Linked DNA regions of Capsicum annuum: region 1 is linked to region 2. A link is a contact called in public Hi-C data. All regions are on one chromosome and are shown on one strand. Each heading gives the region's core, a stretch centred on a gene start, on an enhancer-like site or on the middle of the called end of the contact. The rest is flanking DNA. Distances are from core to core; before and after follow the strand shown.

The links. A called contact is a pair of places that touch in the nucleus more often than the background predicts.
Region 1: a Hi-C map of leaf shows a contact between it and region 2, with 2.0 times the contacts expected there. The contact joins the promoter of LOC107845693 here to the promoter of LOC107845695 in region 2. A contact is called at or near these places in 2 of 5 Hi-C or Micro-C datasets (leaf and placenta).

Annotation. Positions count from the first base shown.
Region 1 is chr10:122,054,582-122,058,424 of UCD10Xv1.1, reverse strand. LOC107845693 (probable LRR receptor-like serine/threonine-protein kinase At2g16250) reads right to left here and starts at 1,314. Exons shown (of 4, transcript XM_016690144.2): 1 at 1-1,314. The coding sequence starts at 918.
Region 2 is chr10:121,746,847-121,750,826 of UCD10Xv1.1, reverse strand. LOC107845695 (MLO-like protein 4) reads left to right here and starts at 1,899. Exons shown (of 13, transcript XM_047398123.1): 1 at 1,899-2,420; 2 at 2,512-2,569; 3 at 3,888-3,980. The coding sequence starts at 2,295.

The DNA.
Region 1 (3,843 bases), core at 65-2,564, 310 kb before region 2:
AGCCGGAAGCTCCATGGCATTTGACTCTCCAAAATTATCAAATAGCAAGCCATGCTCATCATAGAAAGATGCACATTCACTTGTATCCCTTTGACTTTCCAATCTTTGTAGGCAATTTCTATTAAAGAATACGTTACTTTGCCCGTAGTGCTCAGGAACTTTGCCTTGGAAATAATTGTCTGATAGATCAAGAAAACTGAATCTCCAAATTACAGGCGGTAGATTCCCATAAAACATATTCTGAGAAAGATTCAAGAATTTCAATTTCTTGAAGGCAACATTCCCAATGACAGGAGAAATAACCCCGGACAATAAATTTGAGGAAATATCAAGAAAAGTAAGGTTTCCAAGAGAGCCAAATGATGCAGGAATCGAACCGACGAGCGAATTGTGTGAAAGATCAAGAACTGAAAGACTTTCCAGTCGACTCAAACTTGAAGACACCATTCCACTAAGACCATTACTAGATATGTATAAAACAGCTAAACTACTCAAATTGCCGAGAGTGGAAGGAATAGCACCAGTTATTGAACAGAACCTAAGATCAAGAACCTGTAAAGATTCAAGACTAATACCAAACCATTCAGGAACAGAACCAGGAAGTGCAAAATTTGATGCATTAAATGACTCCAAAAGAGTCAAATTTTGAAGAGCATCAACCAAGAATTGAGGATTTTGACTCCCAGTTCGTGTACGTTTAAAACCAGAGATGTTTATCTGAGTAACTCGACCATTCTTGCAAGTAATACCTCGCCAGTTTAAACAAGGAGTACCCTTTATAGGCCACTCTTTGGCTCTTAATCCTAAAGAAGATCTCAGCTGAAGCAATGCCAATCTCTCTTCTTGCTCGAATGTAGAATCAAAAATCAAGAAAAGCAAGAAACAAATGTAACCCAATTGGTACCTCATTCTTGACATTCATAGAGACCGTAAACAAATATGTGATTCTATATGTTTTTTTTTTTGGAAAGTTGGGTTTGATTCTTGGTCTTGAAAAGTATAGTACTAATATATTGTTCTACTAGTATTACTGCTATTACACTCATCCCACTTCGCTTCTCCCTCTACCTACTCGGTCCCCTCCCCGCCCCCCCCTTTTTTCAGTTGATGGGTGATAGAGAAGAGAATAGAAGTTGGTCAGAAGTAAATTTGATCCAAGCCCAAATGACCGTCCAATCCGCCCAGCTTATAATGGGTTGGACATGACCCATTATTAAAGATGGGCAAACCCAATTTACCTCATTTATTTTGACATAATGAAGAGAGGGAGTAACTTGTAAATTGCTTCTTGGGGAATGAAACATTGTTGCTGTTATGACAACAAATTGTTGAACTTGTTCTTTTAAGTTTATAAAATGCGATATACTCTTTCACTGCTACGTGAACCATTCATTCCCTTTTTAATCCTTCTTCTGTATAAGTGATCAGGAGATTGTCCTGGTGTTACACTTGTAACGATTTGAATTATATGAGTTTCTATGGTCCTAAAGTTTTACTTGCAATACTTCAAAACCCAAGGAAAATTTATTCACTCGACTATTTTTTATATTCAATATGGATAAAACACAGTTTTTTCTATTTGCCTTGTTCCTCTCTTTAAGTTGCAAATCACTAATGTTGGCGTCTTTTATTTGGTTAAACTTGCATTTGGATGGGTTGGGTTATTTCATCGTCTAATCTTTATGAAATATCTTATGTCGTGATTTGATTGGATATTTTAAAATCGAAAGTATCGATTGACCGGAGACCATCTCTCTCAAAGACCATCTCCTTCACCGGAGAGCTTCTCGCAGACAAACAACCAGCCACCACGAAATCCCCCACCACCGCACGATACCTCTCCCTTCTCCTCCTTCACCAGCTGCACAAACCACCACCTAAAAACCTACTAGCCGTCGCTGCTTCGCCGGATTTGACCACCGGCGAGCTTCCAGATCCACCAAGCCGCCACCACCCCAACAACAACCATGAACCAGATCTGGTTGATATTCCAAGTTGAAATTCTTCGTTTCTTTCGATTTTTAAATAGAACCGGTTGGATAATATTAAGACTCGTCGGACGTGAACCAACAATGGATTTTTACTGAAATTAGTCCTATTCGAATTGATTTTTGTGATAGTTTTATATACGGGTTGGTTGTTCAGTCGCGTTTCTTGATTCAGATTCATCGGGTTTCGCTACTGGTTTGAGTCTCGGGATCCCGTTTGACTCAATCCATTCATCGCGACCAGTTTCGAGCTTTAATTTTTTGAATATCGATTTTGGAGGTTGGTTCATTATTGAGGAACACTATTCCAGTAACACTATTCCGGTGACACTATTACGACGATACTATTCCGGCGATTAATTTCTACCGCTAATTGCCGAAATCTAGCGACTCAACCAAGTATACAGATATAACCCAGCTTCGATCAGGTGCACTCGATCCATCTTTTCTAGTTGTATTTAGCTTTCTTGATACTGGTAGTGTTCTATACTATTCTTGGCTGATTATCTGGTTGTGGGTGTCAAATTTTTTGTTGATTGGTTACTTTGTAATAGGGTTTTATGTGTGAATCTTTTTATTGTTCTTAGTAGTTTTGGAGTGTGTTACCTTGTCTGATTACTGTTACTTGATTTACTAGCATATTCATTAATTGTGGTAGTATTAGTTCCCGCTATTGACTATTGTTTATCAAAATTTGTGTTATATTATTGGTTTTGTTACTCTCTCTATCTATTATAGATTGTTGGTTGTGTCCCTAGCTCCTTTATTGACTTCACTGTAACTAGTGTGCCCTTTTTACCTTATCTTGATCCCTCTTTGTTATCTTTCTTCCCTTTTTTCTTTCATTCCTTTCCCCTTTGTTTGCATAGTAGCGGTGATTGAAGATGGTAGATAAGGGTTATGTCATAGGTCGGGGTCGGGGTCGGGGTCAGAAGGTGTTGGGTCTGGGTCTGGGTCGGGTCTAGGATCGTGTATGGGGTTAGAGGCTAGGGGTAGTAAGGTTAGGCGGGATAAGAGAGCTTCTAGGTTTCGAGTTGGATCTTGGAACATTGGTACTTTGCAGGGTAAGTCTATAGAGCTGGTGAAGATTCTTAGAAATAGGAAGGTTAGTGTAGCGTGTGTCCAAGAAACTAAATGGGTAGGCACTAAAGCGAGAGATGTGGATGGATATAAGTTGTGGTACTCGGGTAGCGTGAGACATAGAAATGGGGTAGGTATCTTAGTAGATGAAGATCTTAGGGAGTAGGTGGTAGAGGTAAAGAGAGTTAGTGATAGGCTAATGTCTATTAAGTTGGTCATAGGAGGGTCTACGGTGAACGTTATTAAGAAGGAATTCTGGGAGGTTTTAGATGGGGCTGTGAGAAGCATCCCGAGCACTGAGAAACTTTTCGTGGGAAGAGATTTTAATGGGCATATTGGGTCTCTATCGAGAGGGTACAATAATGTGCATGGCGGTTTTGGTTTTGGTGAGCGGAATAAAGGAGGAACTTCTCTGTTGGATTTTTCTAGGGCTTTTGGGTTGTGGATAGCGAATTCGAGCTTTTCAAAGAAGGAGGATCATATTATGTTTCGTAGTTCAGTGGCTAAGACTCAGACTGACTTTTTGCTTCTTAGAAAAGGGGATAGAGCGCTATGTAAAGTTATACCTAGTGAGAATCTCTCGACTCAACATAGGTTGTTGGTGATGGACTTGGTTATGAATAAGGGCAAAAAGAAGAGAAGTGGGGAGGCACGACCTAGGATTAAGTGGGGTACCTTGACTTTGGCTAGTGCTTTGAAGATGGAAGAGAAGTTGAAGAGTAGGGGGCGTGGGAGAGTAAAGGAGGTATGGATAATATGTGGGAGACGACTGCTA
Region 2 (3,980 bases), core at 650-3,149:
ACTTTCTTGCCAGTTGATCAATACAAGAGAAATCCATCAAATGTATTAATCTATCAAATTTGGATATCTTTTTCAGGACCTATACTAAGATGGCTTTTCCAAGCCTTACACTAAGGAAAGAAACTACACTAAGAGCAATACCCTTTTTTAATTTATCAAAGTCTAAGGAAAATAGAAGCTAATAGGTCTATTTATACTATGACATAATAATGACTAAAATACCCTTAATGAAGGGTGCTTCTTTGGAGTGTAAAAGGAGAGTCTTAAAGGACCATAGTAGCCCTAACTTAGGGCACCTCTTGGGTGTTGGAATATAAGGTGAAAAATTCTTCTTGCCCTTTAAGTGAGACGCCTCTTGAGTGTATTGATTTCCTTCTTCTCCTTCAACTTGACAAGACTTTAAAAGCTCCAAACACTTGCTAATTTCAAAACTTGAGCCTTTGACCATGCCTTGTATTTCTTTGTGCTCTTCATGCTTGTATCAATTTGGATGGCGGTTTATCATGATTTCATAATGTGCGGTATTGCATGGTATGATATTATACTGTACAATATAATACAATACAATATTTGAATGATTTGTATCGTTTATTATTGTTTAATGACAATTTTGCTGTTTGGTTTGACGGTATTATATTGTATTGTAACTGACAAGTTTACTAAAATACTCTTAAATATTATAAATATTAAATTTATCAATAATTATAAATACAATAACTTTTCTCCTACGAATTTGTCACAAATTATGCAATGTAAATATATATTAAGTTATTAAATTTATGTAAATTTTATCAAAATCAATAAAAGTGTAGATCAAAATAAATGTAACTGGATTTATTTTTTATAGTAAATTTTTTAATTTGTTTTGATGTTTTGAGATGTGACACCAACAATAAGTACAAAGTTTGAATGATTCTTTTGTGTATGCTACAACTATATTCGGTATGGAATCAAAAAAATATTTTCTAGGAAAATAAATTGTTTCTTACTTATTTTCTTGTGTTATGCAAGTAGAAAAATGTTTTCTAATAGCATTTATATATATTTAACACAAAACAATGAGAACGAATAGAATAAGGAGGTGCGATAAAAAAAAAGATAATTTTTTAAAAATAGATAACGGTGGGAGAGTGGGAGGTCGGGGTAGGAGTAAGTTAGGTGATAGGGTAAGAATTTGTTTTTAAATTTTTGTTTATAAAGTAAATTAAAAAAATATGTTTTTGTTGGGGGTGGTAGGGGATGGGTGAGGGTAGGGTGAGAAAAAATTTAGAATTTTTCTTTTGAGATACATTTTTTTAAATGAATTAGGCTGGGGGTTTGGTTAGAGGTGGGGTCAAGGTTGGGATAGAGGGTGAAATAAGAAAAAAGTTTAAAATTTTTTAAAAAAGAAATTTAAAAAATAAAAAATATTTTTGTTTTGATGTGATTGGATGGACTGAAATAGGAGGTAAAGTTAAATAATATAAAATAAAGAATAAAATTAAATATTATATAATATTAAATAAAGAAATGTGTTAAATGATCACAATTTTTTGATCCAAATTTGATTATAATTATGAAAAGACTTTATATAGCCTTGTAAGTAAGTACTCCCTCCGTTTCGAAATAAGTGAATTGTTGGGGTATTTATTGGTGTTTCAAAATAAGTGAATCATTGAATTTTTTTTTAAATTTGTCCTTATAATTTGATAACTAATTAACTTTTGAAAAGGTTAAATTATAAGATCAATTTTTTTTTTTTTTGGATAAAAATGAAAAATTATGTTAATTTTATGTTTTTAATATTTTTTCTTAATATGTATATTAAAATTCAATAATTTATTTATTATGAAATGGCGTAGTTTTATAATTACACGCACAAAAACCGGAAGTTTGGAAGTTAGAGTCAGCATGCATGTGAGTGGTCGGACTCGGGGGGAGCAAAAGGAAAGAGATCTTAGCAGCTCCCAACGCATTTGTAGCTGGGCTTTTTCCCATTTTTTATTCTTACCTTACAGTTTACTCCTATTTTAGTCAAACAGGAATTAGCAAGTTAGCCAAATTTCTTTCTATTTTAGTCCAACAAAAGCGATTGAAAGAAATTAAGAGGAAGATTCCATGGTGGATCGTAATATATATATAGTTGAAGACAAATATGTGTAGCCTTTTCAGTACCCCGCCACTAGCTAGATCTTTATATATATATATATATATATATATATATATATATATATTGTTGAAGACAAATATGTGTAGCCTTTTCAGTACCCCGCCACTAGCTAGATCTTGATTTCCAAGAAAGTGAAGAAGGATATATGGAAGGCGTTTTCAGGGAAGGAAGGTCATTGGAGGAAACACCAACGTGGTCAGTGGCAACAGTCACCACAGTTATGGTATTTGTTTGCTTGTTTGTGGAACGTTCCATTTACCGATGTGGAAGGGTGAGTAGTCAATATCGGACTTCTATTTTAGTAAGCACACTACCAACGCTACTCTTTTCTTACTAAGCTGTGAGGTTGTGTTTATATGCAGTGGTTGAAAAAGACTAGAAGAAAAGCTCTTTTTGCTTCTGTGGAGAAGATAAAGGAAGGTGAGCAATTGTTTATTTCACATCTATCTTTTAATGCTTGTTCTAACGCAATTGACTTATATTCCTGACCTCTCTCTGCAATAGGACTAAAAGATTTAGTATAGTTGGAACTTTTTCTAACTTTTTTTAGATTTGGAATGAATGGGCCTGAATAAAACAAACTGAACGTAAAGCATACAAGATTCATATAATTGCCTTACTATTTGTTTATTTTGAAATTGGGTCAGTTAAATTTGTCACGAGGTCGAGGACAAGGACACATGGATCAATTTAACTTGTTAGTTAGTTGTTAAACAAGTAAATATCTTTTGAGATAAGTTAATTAAAAACGATCACTTAAAGAAATAAGTAACGAGATAGTAATGCTCAGATGCTGTTGTTTCAGCTTGATTACAAAGATAACTTAGTGCAGCAAGTTCCAGAATCGAAGGTATAAATATGAATAGTTGTGGAGGATAAGACTTAATCAGTAAGTACAAGAGAAAACTTGGAGAACAATAATAATAGTATAGTCCTTCGTACTATCAAAATTCCCTCTTTACAAGTGAATAAAAGCCACTCTACTATTATAGGCAAGAAAGGAAATACACCAGCCAATAAGAATGCTTGACTGGAGCAATATTCCATCTGAAAATACCATTATGTGTCGTCAGCTATTATTCTCCTGCAATTTGCGGGATCTTGTGTGGACCTAGCTGACGTGTCTGTCCTTTTGTCCTTTTGATGTGTCTTATGGCCACAAGTCCTTTTCTTCTTCTTTTATGACTTTGGTCCAAAACTTCCTGCTTGTTTTCCTAACAACTATCCTGTTGATCCAGCAACAAGACAGAAGCAGAAAAAATGAATATGCTATGTTCCGGGTACTTAACACAGTGACACGTAGAATGAAGCTCCATCCGATACCTCTATGCTAACTCTTTCTCCAAAATCACTTTGATGTCAGGTGGCCCTTTGTTCTATACAGCCATGTTTTCATGATAATTTTTCCCAATACTAGTTTGTGATTGAGGTATAGTCTTATTGAAATGTTTGTAAAGTAGTTGGTCATTCTTTTTTTTGTTTCATTTTATACTTTATTCGTAGCTTTGGCTTTGTATAAAGTTCACAAGAGCCTTTCATTGCTTCCCATTCTTTCTTAACAGTTGCCTTTCGCTGGTTAATTAACAACCAGAAATGCAAAAACAGAATCTTAGTTTCAACTTCGATGCTCAATTATGCTACTTCTGATTGATGATCTTTTTATATTTACCTGAAGCACCTATGGCATATAAACCATGTGGGTGATTTTCTTTTTCTCTTCTATGTCTTACTGGGGCAGAGTTGATGCTACTTGGGCTAATTTCTTTGTTGTTGGGACAATGCGCAAGGCAGATTTCTCAAATTTGTGTGAATTCGTCCCTTTTCAGTAGTA